2 separate regions of the Mus musculus genome follow, and region 1 is linked to region 2. Evidence: chromatin contacts called from public Hi-C data. All regions are on one chromosome and are shown on one strand. The core of a region is the stretch at or near the end of the contact, and the rest is flanking DNA. Distances in the headings are between cores, read along the strand shown. Region 1 overlaps Morrbid (myeloid RNA regulator of BCL2L11 induced cell death). Region 2 has its middle 78 kb from the start of Gm14009.

What was found. A called contact is a pair of places that touch in the nucleus more often than the background predicts.
Region 1: a Hi-C map of bone marrow-derived macrophages shows a contact between it and region 2, with 40 read pairs. The contact joins two enhancer-like sites. A contact is called at or near these places in 1 of 15 datasets of contacts at CTCF or cohesin (CD8 T cells), 3 of 484 Hi-C or Micro-C datasets (the G1E-ER4 cell line, bone marrow-derived macrophages and cerebellum) and 3 of 115 datasets of contacts at active chromatin or transcription factors (CD8 T cells, embryonic stem cells and trophoblast stem cells).

What each region holds. Positions count from the first base shown.
Region 1 is chr2:128,357,109-128,363,361 of GRCm38.p6, reverse strand. All of the region lies in intron 1 of Morrbid (myeloid RNA regulator of BCL2L11 induced cell death), which reads left to right. Among named protein-coding and RNA genes, the nearest start is that of Gm14010, 62 kb to the left of the region's middle. Within about 2 kb of position 2,556, at least 24 of the 459 cell types and tissues checked have an H3K27ac peak or open chromatin away from gene starts, as enhancers often do. A contact at or near this core is called in bone marrow-derived macrophages, where this site is marked.
Region 2 is chr2:128,244,223-128,250,984 of GRCm38.p6, reverse strand. No RefSeq gene overlaps it. Among named protein-coding and RNA genes, the nearest start is that of Gm14009, 78 kb to the right of the region's middle. Within about 2 kb of position 1,569, at least 26 of the 459 cell types and tissues checked have an H3K27ac peak or open chromatin away from gene starts, as enhancers often do. A contact at or near this core is called in bone marrow-derived macrophages, where this site is marked.

The DNA of each region.
Region 1 (6,253 bases), core at 1,307-3,806, 110 kb before region 2:
TCAGCTAAAACCCAAGCCTTGGGCAACTCTTGTGGAGGATTTTTCTTATCAATTTTTTGAGGCAGGAATATTTACCCCAGTGCTGGACTTCTGGTGACAGACCACGTAAAAGGATGTGGAAGAAGGAAACTTTGCGTTTTGCCTACTTAGCCTCACTCCTTCTGGCAAGACCATCTATCCTATTGCTACATTTCATCACCAACATTAGAACTAACTTCTTTGGGATTCTAATATAGACTGAAGCCAGTGTCTCTCCAGGGGTCCTCCAGGACACTACATGGGAGCTATGAGACAGTGTGAAAAGGCCATTGCTGGATTAGCTGGGCTATATCCTGTAAGCAGTCTAAGAAATCCTATATATATTCTCTACTTTGAAGAGCCCTGGCTAATACACTTGTCCGGGGATCCAGTTTGAGTCTGAGCTCTGCTCTGGCTTCAACTTCACCCTCAGTAATCCATAGACTCACCTCGGTAATTGCATCCACTGCCCACTACTAATCCTCACACGTACACGTCTACACACACGCACCCTCGTCCACACTTGCTTCAGCATTAGATTCATTCCCTCAAGAGAACCTGGATTGATCCAAAATGTAGAGATCTAGAATATAACTTCCCCACGCTGTTAAGGCTTTCACAGAATCAAACTTCCAACTGAGTTTTGATTTTTCAGCAAACTTTTGTTCAAAATGGCTAGCTGGAAATTATCTTAGATGTGCAGGCCCTTCAGTGTCTTAGAGCTTCTCTGCCAGTGTAGCATAGCAACAGCCAGAGGTGATGCACAGAGGAGAGCCATTGTGTTCTAATAAAATGTTATTACAAACAAGACAAAAACTCTGGGCAGCCTAGGAATTTGGAGCAATGGACAGTAGTTTGAGACTCCATCATTTTCAACTCAAGACACCATTAAAAGTAATATTAGGACGCTAGCGTTTTAGATATAGGGTCAGTCCAACCTACCAGAAGTGAACGTGGAGGCAGGGTCCTTGCAGGTAGGCAGTAGAAGTATGGGGACATTGTTGTCACAGCCAGGTATCCTGGGCCAGGCAGAGCCCAATTAACATTCTACATAAAAGTTCCCTGGCCTAGCTTAAGAAACCAGACACCAGGCAACTGAGTGCATCCCTACTGCTGCCAGTGTGTGTGTGTGTGTGTGTGTGTGTGTGTGTGTGTGTTGCTAACTATGGTGAATCTAGGGAAGACCATCCACATCTCCCCAGAGGGACAGATGCATGAGGCCTGAGCATATTGGCACAAGGTCCTTTGGACGAATCACTATGAACCCCAGGCTCATACGTCTGCTATGCTATCTTCCTTGTTCCTCGGTCCTGGTCCCGGGAAGAGTACCCATCTGAGTGGGGCCCTGTGCTGTCTACCTACAGATCACAGTGATGTGAGAACGTGGTCCCGGTGTCTTACGTCCTGGCCTTAGTTCCTGGTCCTGCCTCTCCCTGGCCCAGGCAGCAAAGGCCACCACAGTGAGCAGACCCCATAACAGACAGGGGACAGTTCACAGTACAGCCCTGAGTCACTCTACCACCAAGACAATTTTTGCAACCTCTCTGAGCCCTAGTTTCCCCTTTGGTAAATGGATGACAGGATTAGCTTTTGCCCGGAGGAGATGTAAGGAAGAAGAGAAGTAGGACCTAGAAAAGGCCAGCCCCCAGAGAAGAGGCCTCCACACTGAGCTGCCAGGAAAGGCTTCTGCCATCTGTTCATGCCTCAGAGCCAATGCTGCTCAGAGGGGAGCCTGGCCAGGTATTTAAAAGGGACCTTGACTTACTTTGTGGTAATCAATCTGGCCCTCTGTTTGAGAGTCTGAGAACCACACTCAGTTTCATTCACACCCTGCCTGCCCTTCATGCCAGATGTGGCCCTTGCCTCTCCAGTGTTATTCAACCCTCACATGCAGCTTTCAAAAACACCCCAAACTCATCACCATGTAGGGGTGGGGAAAACTGAGGCACTCAATTTAAACAATCCCCCAGGGCAAAGGAAAGTCCTGGTGCTGGGATTAGAACCTGTGGTGAGCACCTGAGTTGTCCCTCCTAACCACAGGTATCTAGGACACAGCATGGGCTAGGCCTTAGCTGGACATGGAGGTGCTCTGAGTCCACACTGGGACAACTGAGGCAAGGCCCAGCTCTCTATGGGACACACCTGTTCCTTTAGCGCCAGCTGCCCTGAGCAGGACATAGTGAAGTCACTAGCTCCACTGGACTCTTAGCTTTCCAGAGCCCAGGGACATTCAAAGGTGTGGGCAATGAGAGCCTGGGATTGCACTGTGCAGAGGACAGCAGAGGAGGAGGGTGTCACCAACAGTGACTAGAGATGGACATGGCTTTTGTCATCATCTCCATGCCCTTGAGGTGGGAAGGATGAGTCAGGTAGGAAGGCAAGTGGTCCCCTAATTCCTGAAAGGGGGCTCCTGGCTCCTGGTTGGAGCTCCATTTGCCTGTATCCTGGGCCTGGGAACAGGGACTCTGGGAGTAGAGCTGAGCCCCCACTGGGAAGTGAGAGCCTGGCTTAGTTCCTCATATGAGGCACACCCAAATTCCCAAGGCCTCAAGTTGCTCAACTGTGTCAGGGAAAGCCTGGGCCACCGCTTTCCGAATAGTGGCTGAGTCTAAACTTTGGTGACCAGAGTCTGGCCTGTCTGGCCTCAGAGACTGAGGAACACACTCTCCATGTCCCATAGTCCACACAGGGAGGAGAGAGCTGCGATTCTGATGGCCAAGGGACAGCTGTTCCCCATTCATCTTTGTCAAGCTCTGACGCCTTTGGGGACTAAACTTGAAGGACAATTTTGACGGTTGTAACCAAGAGAGCTGAAGGAGGTCAAGGACACCCTACCCCAACCCTACCCCTGCGTTATTCTGGGACTTTTTTCTTGCTCAGGAGAAGACATTTTGGTAAACAAGGGCTGTGACCAAATGTACCTCCCCTCCCCCTCTCCCACACCACACTCTGTCACCCAGGCTGGAAAGAAATGAGCCAGCAAGAAGTATTTCATGTCTAGCTACCATCTTTTGAGACATACCTGCTTGGGACACCTATGAACCAAGACCCTTGGCCCAGTTCTACCGCCACCTCCACCTAACCATCATGAACATACACACACACACACACACACACACACACACACACACTGTGATTTAAATGCCTTAATGGCCTATGGCCCTCAAAGCAAAGCCCCTCAGGGAGCCTTTAGCAGTTCCTACTCTGAGTGCTGCCTGTCTGGACTTCTTCCTGGGATATAACTCTAGGTGGGTACCTGGCAGCCCTGTTTATTCGGACCTTTGGCCTGGCCCTGTTCCCAACATGCACTGCAGCTCGCATGGTGGGTCCTCCTTTTCGCCTTATAGAATAATCAATTCCCGCCAGCTGGGTGATTTAGGCCGAGAGTGGGCACAGTAAGCGAGATGCTGAATGACTCTCAGAGCCACGGGCTCCGAGGTGCCTGGCCCAGGGGACTTTCGGGAGGGGTTGCAGGCTCCAGTATTTGGAGGCTGTTTCCCAGCAGGAGGAAGTCTGGACACCTCCTGGGATTTCCCTGTGGCTTAAGGAACCCGCTTGGTTCCTCTAGCTTTTGCTCTTCTCCTGCAGAGTACCCGTCTTTCCCATGCTGCCTTCAACTCTTGGGAGCTTCCAGTAGCACCGATGTTTGCTGGTACAGTTCAGGAGGCTGAAATAACTCTCACTAGCAGGAGTCAAGGTGCCATGGGTCTGGTACCAGCAGATAGCTTTCGCCTCCCTCTGTTTTGGTTTCTCTAGGCTATTAGCACTCCTTGTCTGTGGACCCTTCCTCTCTCTATATTACAGAATGACTCTTCTGCCCACCCCCATCTCCCCTCCTCTGGCCTTATGTCTCTGTTTTATGAGGCTCTGGATGATAACAAAGTTGTACTCGGGGACCAGAGGCTGCAGGTGTTTTGAGAGTGAGTCTCCTGCCGCTCCCACCTGTGTGCTGAGGTTGCAGGTGAGCACTGTGGGGCCCAGGTGAGAGTGTGTTTTAGTTACATTTATATCGCTGTGACAAAACAACATGACCTGGGCTATTATTAGAAGGAGGGGGTTACTTGGGATCACAGGTCCAGAGGGATAAAGTCCCCTGCTGCTATGATGAGGAAGTGCGGCAGCAAGCAGGCATGACAGCTCAGACAGCTTAGTGTCTTAAACCACAAGCAGGGGGCTGGAGAGATGGCTCAGCAGTTAAGAGCACTGACTGTTCTTCCAGAGGTCCTGAGTTCAATTCCCAGCAACAACATGGTGGCTCACAACCATCTGTAATGAGATCTGATGCCCTCTTCTGGTGTGTCTAAAGACAGCTACAGTGTGCTTATATATAATTAATAAAGTAATCTTTAAAAAAAAACCCACAAGCAGGAAGTAGAGCAAACTGGGAATGATGCATTGCTCAGAAAGCTCAAAGCCCACTACCCAAATGACATATTTCCCCTGTAAGATCACACCCCCATGAGCCTCCATGAGCCTCCCCAAACAGTCCCAAATGCCAGAGACTATGGGAAGCATTCGTCAGTAATACCTCCACAGAATGGTTGAAATCTAGTAAGATATGGGGTGTGGGCAGCTAGCTGGGTAAGTGTGTGTGTTTCTGTATATGTATGTGTGTGTCTGTATCTGTGTCTCTGTATATGTTTCTGTATGTGTGCATGTCTCTGTGTGTATGTCTGTGTGTATGTCTGTATTGTGTGTATGTGTTTCTGTGTTCCTCTATGTGTGTGTGCCTGTATATATGTATATGTATCTCTATGTATCTCTGTGTGTTTGTATGTATGATGTATGTATGTATGTGTGTCTGTGTATGTCTCTGTATGTGTGTGTCTGTATATGTATGTGTGTTTGTCTGTGTGTGTATGTCTCTGTGTGTGTGTCTATGAGTGTCTGTGTGTGTATATATGTATGTGTATTTTTGTGTGTCTCTATGTGTGTGTGTCTGTATGTGTTTGTATATGTATTTTGTATGTCTGTGTGTGTGTCTGGGCAGGGATCGGGGAGGGCATACCAACAATAACACAACCCAGGAGAACTGGCTGGATCAGAAAGGGTATTAACCACTATATCCGAGGTCCTCCAAAGACTGCTTGAGAGTTGGGGGTTTGACAATGACCCAAGGTCTCTAGTCAGCAGATCTTGGTCCTCAGCCAGGTGGGCAATCATCTGGGTTTGCTCGGGACTGAGGATCTCCTGGGAAGGGCTTTTGGCACTAAAGCCAGGTCAGTCTTGGGGGGGCCTGGAGAGCAGGTATCCTATCTCCCCCACCCCCAACTCTGTGGCTGAGAAAGGATCTAACCCCCTTTTGTCTTCAGCCTTGATCACTGGACAGATGCCCACTCTGGTTACTCTTGTGTGTGTGTGGGGGGGGGGGGGGTAGGGGTTGCTCTCAACATCTCTCTTGGAATAGAAGCCAGAATTTTTCCAGGATTTTGGACTGGGAAGTGGAAAGTGAGCACTTAAAAACCTTTAGGGTTTCATGAGAAGAATCAGATTTTATTTTAACAGTAAATTATAATATTTGACAAAATGCAGACACATTGCTTCTCAGAGCTGGTACTGAGTCAGCGTGGAAAGTATTCTTTCTCTAGAGCAGCGGTTTTGTCCTCGGCCTTCCTGGTGCTAAGACCCTTTAATACAGTTGCTTGTGCTGTGACACCAGCTGTAAAATTAGTGCATTGCTATGTCACAACTGCTGCTGTTATGAATCATAATGTAAATAACTGATATGCAGGATATCTGATATATGACCCCAAAGAGGTCACAACCCTCATATTGAGAACCTCTGAGCTAGAGGAGTAAGTGTGAATTACAGAAAGACTTTACTTGAGTGGTGATGGCTCAGGGAAGACTTCAGCAGCGTGTCTCGTCACTAGGGACACACCTAGGTGTAGAAGAATCCTGACCATCTGGATGGAGACCCCTTGGGGTCTCTGTCAAGCCTCTGGACTCTCCTTTGTGATGGTTAACCTTGTTAATTAAACAGGATATAAAACCACCATGGAAACGCATTTCTGTGTGTGCCTGTAAGAGTAATCCCAGTCAGAATGAATGGGAAAGGAGGGGTCTCCCTAAATGTGGGTGGCATCCTCTCATGGGCTATGGTCCTGGAGTGAAGAAGATGGGAGCTGAGTACAATGTTCATCTCCCTTTGTTTTCTGACTTGAGGCAGGAGAATCCACGGTCTCACTCTTCCACAAACTACCTTCCCCATAGGATGCTCTGCACCCTGAACTGT
Region 2 (6,762 bases), core at 320-2,819:
TAAGAAGTCCTGTAGCAGAGAACCCCGGAGAACTTTGGTTTAATGCATTTGAAACTTATCACATCAAAGAACTTTTTTTTTTAAGTATATAATTTAGTAACACCCTTTAACATGCCAGAATGTGAAGTGTCTACAGAATAGCTATAACAGTCCTGCCCTGTACAGACCCATCAGGAACTGAGTGACAAAGTCATAGATCTCCAGCTGACCATGGGACAAAGAAAACAAGAGTGAAGAAGTGAGGGGCAAAACCCGGAAAGACAGGTGTCAGAGCATGCGTGGAAATCCTCCCAGTGGGAGCACTCAGCCAGGCACCTCTACGAGACTGGCTTTGTCCGCCCTCCTCGGTTTCAGTGCTGAGGACTGGTGTTAAGTCTTGTAGGGTGTTGTCTTGGACAAGAGCCAAGTTGCTTTTGGTAAAACCTTTTCTTGAAATGGGGACTTCTGTGCCCAAAAGTGACAGAAACTGACAAGGCTTCTCTCTCTCTCTCTCTCTCTCTCTCTCTCTCTCTCTCTCTCTCTCTCTCTGAGTCTGAGTACTTCAAAGATAGAAAGGAAGAAAAACACTGGGAAGCCACAAACTGATAATTAAAATTATGGTGGCCACTGGAGATGTACAGGCTAAACAATGCCACAAAGGACTAGGAAGGTGTGAATTTGTTGGTGACACCATTTCTGCTGCTGTGCTAAAATACCCTGACAAAAGCAACTTAGAGGAGAAAGGGGCTCGTCTAAATTCACAACTCCAGGTTAGGTCCACCATTGTGGGGATGTCAAAGGCAGGAACCTCCAATGGCTAGTCATAGTACTTCCATAGCCAAGAGCATACAGTATGTACGATGGCCAAGCTTAGGTCAGTTTCTCCACTCATACAGTTTAGGACCCCATGCCTAAGGAATGGTGCTGCCCACAGTGGGTTAGTTCTTCCAATATCAATTAACTCAAGACAATCCTCCTCAGATATGTCCAAAAGACCAACCTGATGTGGGTAATACCCCACTGAGGCTCTCTTCTCAGGTGATTCTAGATTGTGTCAAATGACAATTAAACTAACCAGATGGAAAAGGAAGTGTGCCTGAGGTGGTAACAACCACCCCGTGCCAGAAATTCCTGGGGTTAACTCTTCCTCATGATAGCAGGGATTCTGGGAAACAGCAGCCGGGATATTTGTGGGAATTCAAAAGAGGAAGTGATACTCCAAGTTTGTTTCCTTTTTTTTTTTTAATTGTTTTTGCAGGGCTGGGGGTGGGATCTAAGGCCTCACACATATTAGGCAAGCTCTATCATCTGAGTTAGTCCTCAACTCTTCATGCAAAGTTCTGAAGGGTTAGCTGTTGGATGAAGTTGGTAGCATCTGGAAGAAGCAGGAGGCACAGTAAAGGGGCCGGGAAGGGGCTAGCTGGTTGAGGTTGGGAATAGTCATGAGAGGTGAACCCATGGTCAGAGACCTGAGAGACCCACGTAAGTCAGCTCTGTAGATTTCTCCAGTTGACTATAAAGTCACCAGCATCTGGTATTGCTTCCAAGCTGGTCACAGCTTCTCCTCAGACTCCAAGCCTGGCTGTTGCACCATCAACTGTAGTCCCCACCCTTCCTTCTGCCTCACACTTGAGCAACTTGGCTCACCCCACTGATACCTCAGGCTGCCCAGAAGGCATGCAAGATCGCAGCCTATATTCAGGCCTTATGAACAGGGTCGTGTTGTGCAGGAAAGGGTAAGCAAGAGTTGAGATCTAGTTTCTACCAGTATTGATTACTTTTCTAGTTGCTATGGCAAAAAGCGATTTACAGTGGGAAGAGTTTATTTTAGCTTATGGTCTGGGGGGTACAGTCCGTCATGGTAAGGAATGCATGGTGACAGGAGTGTGAAGACACTGGACACATTGTATCTGCAGTGGGAACTGGGAAGAGTGGATGCTAGGGCTCTGCTGGTTTTGGTTTCTTCTCTTACTACTTTTTGTTCACTCTAGGACCCCAGTTCATGGAAGAGAGCTGTCCACTTTGAAAGTGGTCTTCTTCCCCAGTTAAACTTCTCTGATCACGGGTTCTACTCTCTGGCACATCCAGAGGTGTGTCTCCTAGGTGATTCTCAGACACAGAGGTGTGTCTTCTCAGTGATTGTAAATCTTGTCAAGTTGACAATCAACATTAACGCAATCCCATTTTCCAAGGTGTGACACAGGGAAAGGGTTCTCTTCTCTATTCACACAAAAGCACCTTGCAGGCTGTGCCCACAGTCTGGTCCCAAATGCCTTACTCTATATTCTCTACTGGCCACAATGGACTTCCTAGCTCATGAAGACCAATCCAGGAGAGCTGAGGAAAAGTGGATGCTGAAACATGATGGTTCAGATGTTTCCATTTACAGGGGTGTGTGTGTGCATATGTCTGTGCATGTGTGTGTGTATGTATGTGTGTGTGTATGTGTGCATGTGTATGTGTGTGCATGTGTGTGTGCATGTGTGTGTACATGTGTGTGCATGTGTGTGTATGTATGTGTGTGCGTGCATGTGTGTGTATGTGTGTACGTGTGTGTGTGCATTTGTATTGTGTGCATGTGTATGTGTGCATGTGTGCATTTAAGTGGATGGATGCTGATGGCTAATGTATTCAGCTTTGAAAGATAGTAACTACCTAACTGGAGCTACTTTAGACAGGAAATTCCATTGGTTACAACTCTAGATACAATTGCTTACAGAATACAAGGATTTTCCTCTCCACCCACTTAATCCTGTAGAGAGCCTATTTTTATTTTCTTCTCTTGCAGATGAGGAAATAGAGGCTTCCAGAGGTGAAGGGATTGGCCCCAGGCCACTGCAGTTAGCGCTACTCCAATTAACAGCTGTTGTCCTTGTCTACTCGGAGCACTTCACACATTTGTTCATTAATCTCATCCCTTGAGACAGTTGCTGCCACTCTTTCCCGCCCTAACGGGAGGTTCAGAGAGAGCACAGATGTGGGATTCTACTGTCCTCTGTTCTCATGTGCTGACAGCTTTGCCTCCTGGTACCTGAGCTGAGATATGCAGGGTGCCTCATTGGGAAACTCCAAAGCCTCCGTACCTACCAGTGTGGCTCCAAGCAGAGGATTCTGTGTCATTTCAGCAAGACAGACCTGTTCTACACCCTGCTCTGCTAGGGTCTAGGTAGGACGAGCCAGGACTAGAGGAATGGACTGTTGCTTACCCTTCAGTGCCTCCTGTGTTTCCTATGGGACAAGAGCACAGCCTAGTCACTGTGTCCTGGCTGAGGGTCCCAGTGAAGGGACCCACAGATGGGACTCCTAGCTGGTGCCTCGGACTCAGCAGAAGATGGAGACCGGCTCTTCTGCCATTCCAGGCAGAGAAGACAGCACTCTAGGAGCAACCCAGGCCTGCATACTGAGCTACTGCAGAGCCAGACTGGGATGGACTGGTGGACACAGCTAGGCTCAGGACATTCATATACCCAGTAGTGTGGCAGGTTCTTGCCTGCTTACCTCTTGGGAGTACAGTATTTGGTATAGACTAGCACTGCCCAGGAAGGCCCTGAATATCAGAGACTGACAGAAAGAAAGGAAGACGGGAGGGACAGAGAGGAAAAGGAGATGGGAGATGGAGGAAGGGGAAAGGAGCAGAAAGAAAGGCTCCTTCTCCATCTGAACAGGCAGAGGTCACTGTAGAGGAGTTGTGCAGACCCGAGTGGGGCAGGAGGATGGATGTCTCCCATATTTTGCAGATTCTCAGGTCAGAGGAGCCTCCCAGGGTTCTAGTGTGTAGATAAAACATGAGTTAAATACATGGTGAAGGGAGCCAGAGACAAGCTCAATTAGTAAAAGGCTCAGGCCCCAGGTCCCATGTAAGGAAATCCCAGTGTGCTGCCTTTCTTCGCTCATAATCCCAGCACCAAGAAGGTGGAGACAGGAGAATTCCTGGAACTTCACTTGCTGGCCAGTCTGTCTATCAGAATCAGCAAGGCCCATGCCAACTAAATGATCTCTCTCAAGATTTTTAAAAAAACAAACAAACAAGCAAACCCAGAGGCTTGGTTCTTGAGATGTAACTCCCGAGGCTGGACTGTCTTCCACGTGCATTTGTATATATGTGCACATATACAAATAAATACAAGCAGAAAAAAATATCTACAAAAGCAGACGTCAGGCTCTGCCTGCTCTTTTCATGGTGGGCCCCTCCTATTCGCACCTCCCAAGGGTGGGGATGACAGACATACATAGCAAAGCCCAGTTTATGCCGTGCTAGGGAGCAAAGCATAGGCTCTGTGCATGCTGAGCAGAAACACGACTAATGAAGCCATAGCCTCAGCCCCACTTCCTTTATTATGATTGCATCATGTGTATTATTTCCAGAAAATTAAAAACTAGAGCAAAATAAAAGGAGAAAATTAAATCCAGCTAAAATCTAACTATTGCAACTCATAGTGGTGTGCTGCCCAGTAACTCTCCAGTGTGTCTATATCTACACCATTGCTTATGCCTGAGTTGTGTATATTTCAGTCATCCATCCATTTATACATGTATACGCATCCATGAAGAAGATCATGCATATGTATATGCAGTTATACATAGTATCATATATGTGCATATGTGTTTGTGAGGTTGCCCTTGGCATCTATAGGGGACTGCTTCCTGGAGCGTCTAACCTCTCAGATGCCCAAATCTTATAAGTGCTCAAGCCCCTCATATAAACTGATTCAGTATTTGCAATGGACCTGCATATACCATCCTATAAAATTTAAACAGTCCTCAGTTAACTTAGATGTTGTGTTAGTAGTTGTATCATTTAGGAAAAATATCTGTCGTTGTTAAATACAAATGCAGTTACAACAAATATTTTTTGTTCGTGATTCGTTTAGTCTGGGGTTGTAGGATCCTTGGTTACTGGGGGCTGGCTGTATACAGATAATATACATATGAATAATGAGTCTATATATTATGAAGTTATTGGCACACTGGCTTGTAAGCTCAATTTTCTGCTTACTAATGGATTCTGAGTACTCAAGGCTTCCCACAGAGTGAGTACTATTTGTCAGTGCCAACAGAGCCTCCAATGGCCCCTCATGCCCCACACAAAGAGTATTGTGGGTATTGAACCCTTCTGCTCTGGCGCGCTTCCCGAGCCATGAGGGGCCGAGCCTGCAAACACAGCCCCATGGGATGGCACAGGCTGAGCCAAAGGATCTGACAGTTCCAGATAACGGAGTGCAGAGCAACACTGTGGCCAGTGGCCAGCGAGCAGAAGAATCAGAGCTGGAAAGCAGACAGCAGGCCAAGGCCAGGTCTGCCAGCAGAGAGTCGGGGCAGCTAGGCGGCCTGCTGTCTGGCCTGGCTGTTCAGTCCTCACCCAAGATCCAGCCTGCTGAGCCAGGCTTGGAAGGGCAGATTCCTCATCCCTCCACCAGGGCCACCAAGAGAACACAGATCGGAGAAGAGTCCGGCCTGGAGCCAGAGTATCCAGAGGGGAGAATATTCTCATTATATCTTACAGTTTTATAGTCGGGGTGGAAGAATGTAACAAGAGACCCCCACTATGTATTTTTTTTTTAAAAATACGTTTCACTGGGGGTCACTGCCTCAGGACTACAATACATAGTCTCTTCTGTTACTGTGGTAGCCAGGATATAGAAGTAGCCATTCCCATCTGTCGCCAGGTCAGAAGAGTTACAAAGTGCTCTCACATATATTCTCTCTTAGCCTGATGTTTGAAATATCTGCTTGGTACTCCTGGCTCCTCATTGGTCACTCAGCCTTTAGCGTTCTTTTACAGAGGCCTCTTCATGTTCTCTACGTCATCCTGAATGTCCCTTGTGCATAGGACCCATAGACTTAGGATTAATGGTTACTCATTTTCTTTTGAGAATACAAAAACTGGTCCTATTTACGTCTTGCCTGTCTTATCCGTGTCGTATGCCCAGAAAAGTGCTTTCAACTAGAGTGTGAATGTCCCCAACTCTCCCTGAAGTCTTCTGGATAATTTCTTGAGGAATTTCTAGAAACTATCATGACTGCCATTGACTGAGCCCATTCTATTCACTAGTCTATGTCAAACCTTGACATTCATGGGTCACTTAAATTTCAGGTAGATGTCCAGGCATAGCACAAATTAAAATAAAACTAAGTACAATAAAATAACAATAAAAATGGAAAAGCAATAATACAAACCAATAATAATAATAATAATAAGTTGTATGGATTTAAGATGAGAAACAAAACAGTTCTCATGTAAGTGTACATAATAATTTTCATACTACAGAATCTGTATTTTGAGTGGTAGTCTTAGCCCAGTGCTGCCCTATGTAAGTAACTTCTAGGTTCAGTTTTATACACAAAGGAACTGAGGCTTCAAGGGGTCAGAAGCCTTTCCCGTGGTGCTGCTGTTGGACAGCGGCTACCTGACTTCAAAGTCCCTCTATACCTCCGGAATCACAGAAGTGCCTTTACCTGTTCAGAGGAGGGGTGATGGGTGGGAGCAAGAAAAGACTGGTCTACACGACAGACTGCATTTTCTCGTGTTTTCCTTATTGTGTCTGAGGAAAGAGAAGGGAGTGCGCAATCTGAACTCCTCACGGAATAAATGTCAGATGCATAAGTCTGCATTCTGTGCCTAGAACCGACCACCCGAGAGTGGGTGATTTGTAAAGAAATGCATTGTTATTTGGACTCACTGTTCTGAAGTCTGGGAAGTCCAGATGCATGACACCAGAATCTGTCTGACTTCCCTTGTGGTTTTTGTGCAGTTTCAACTCATGGGAGGACTCAGAAGGGTAA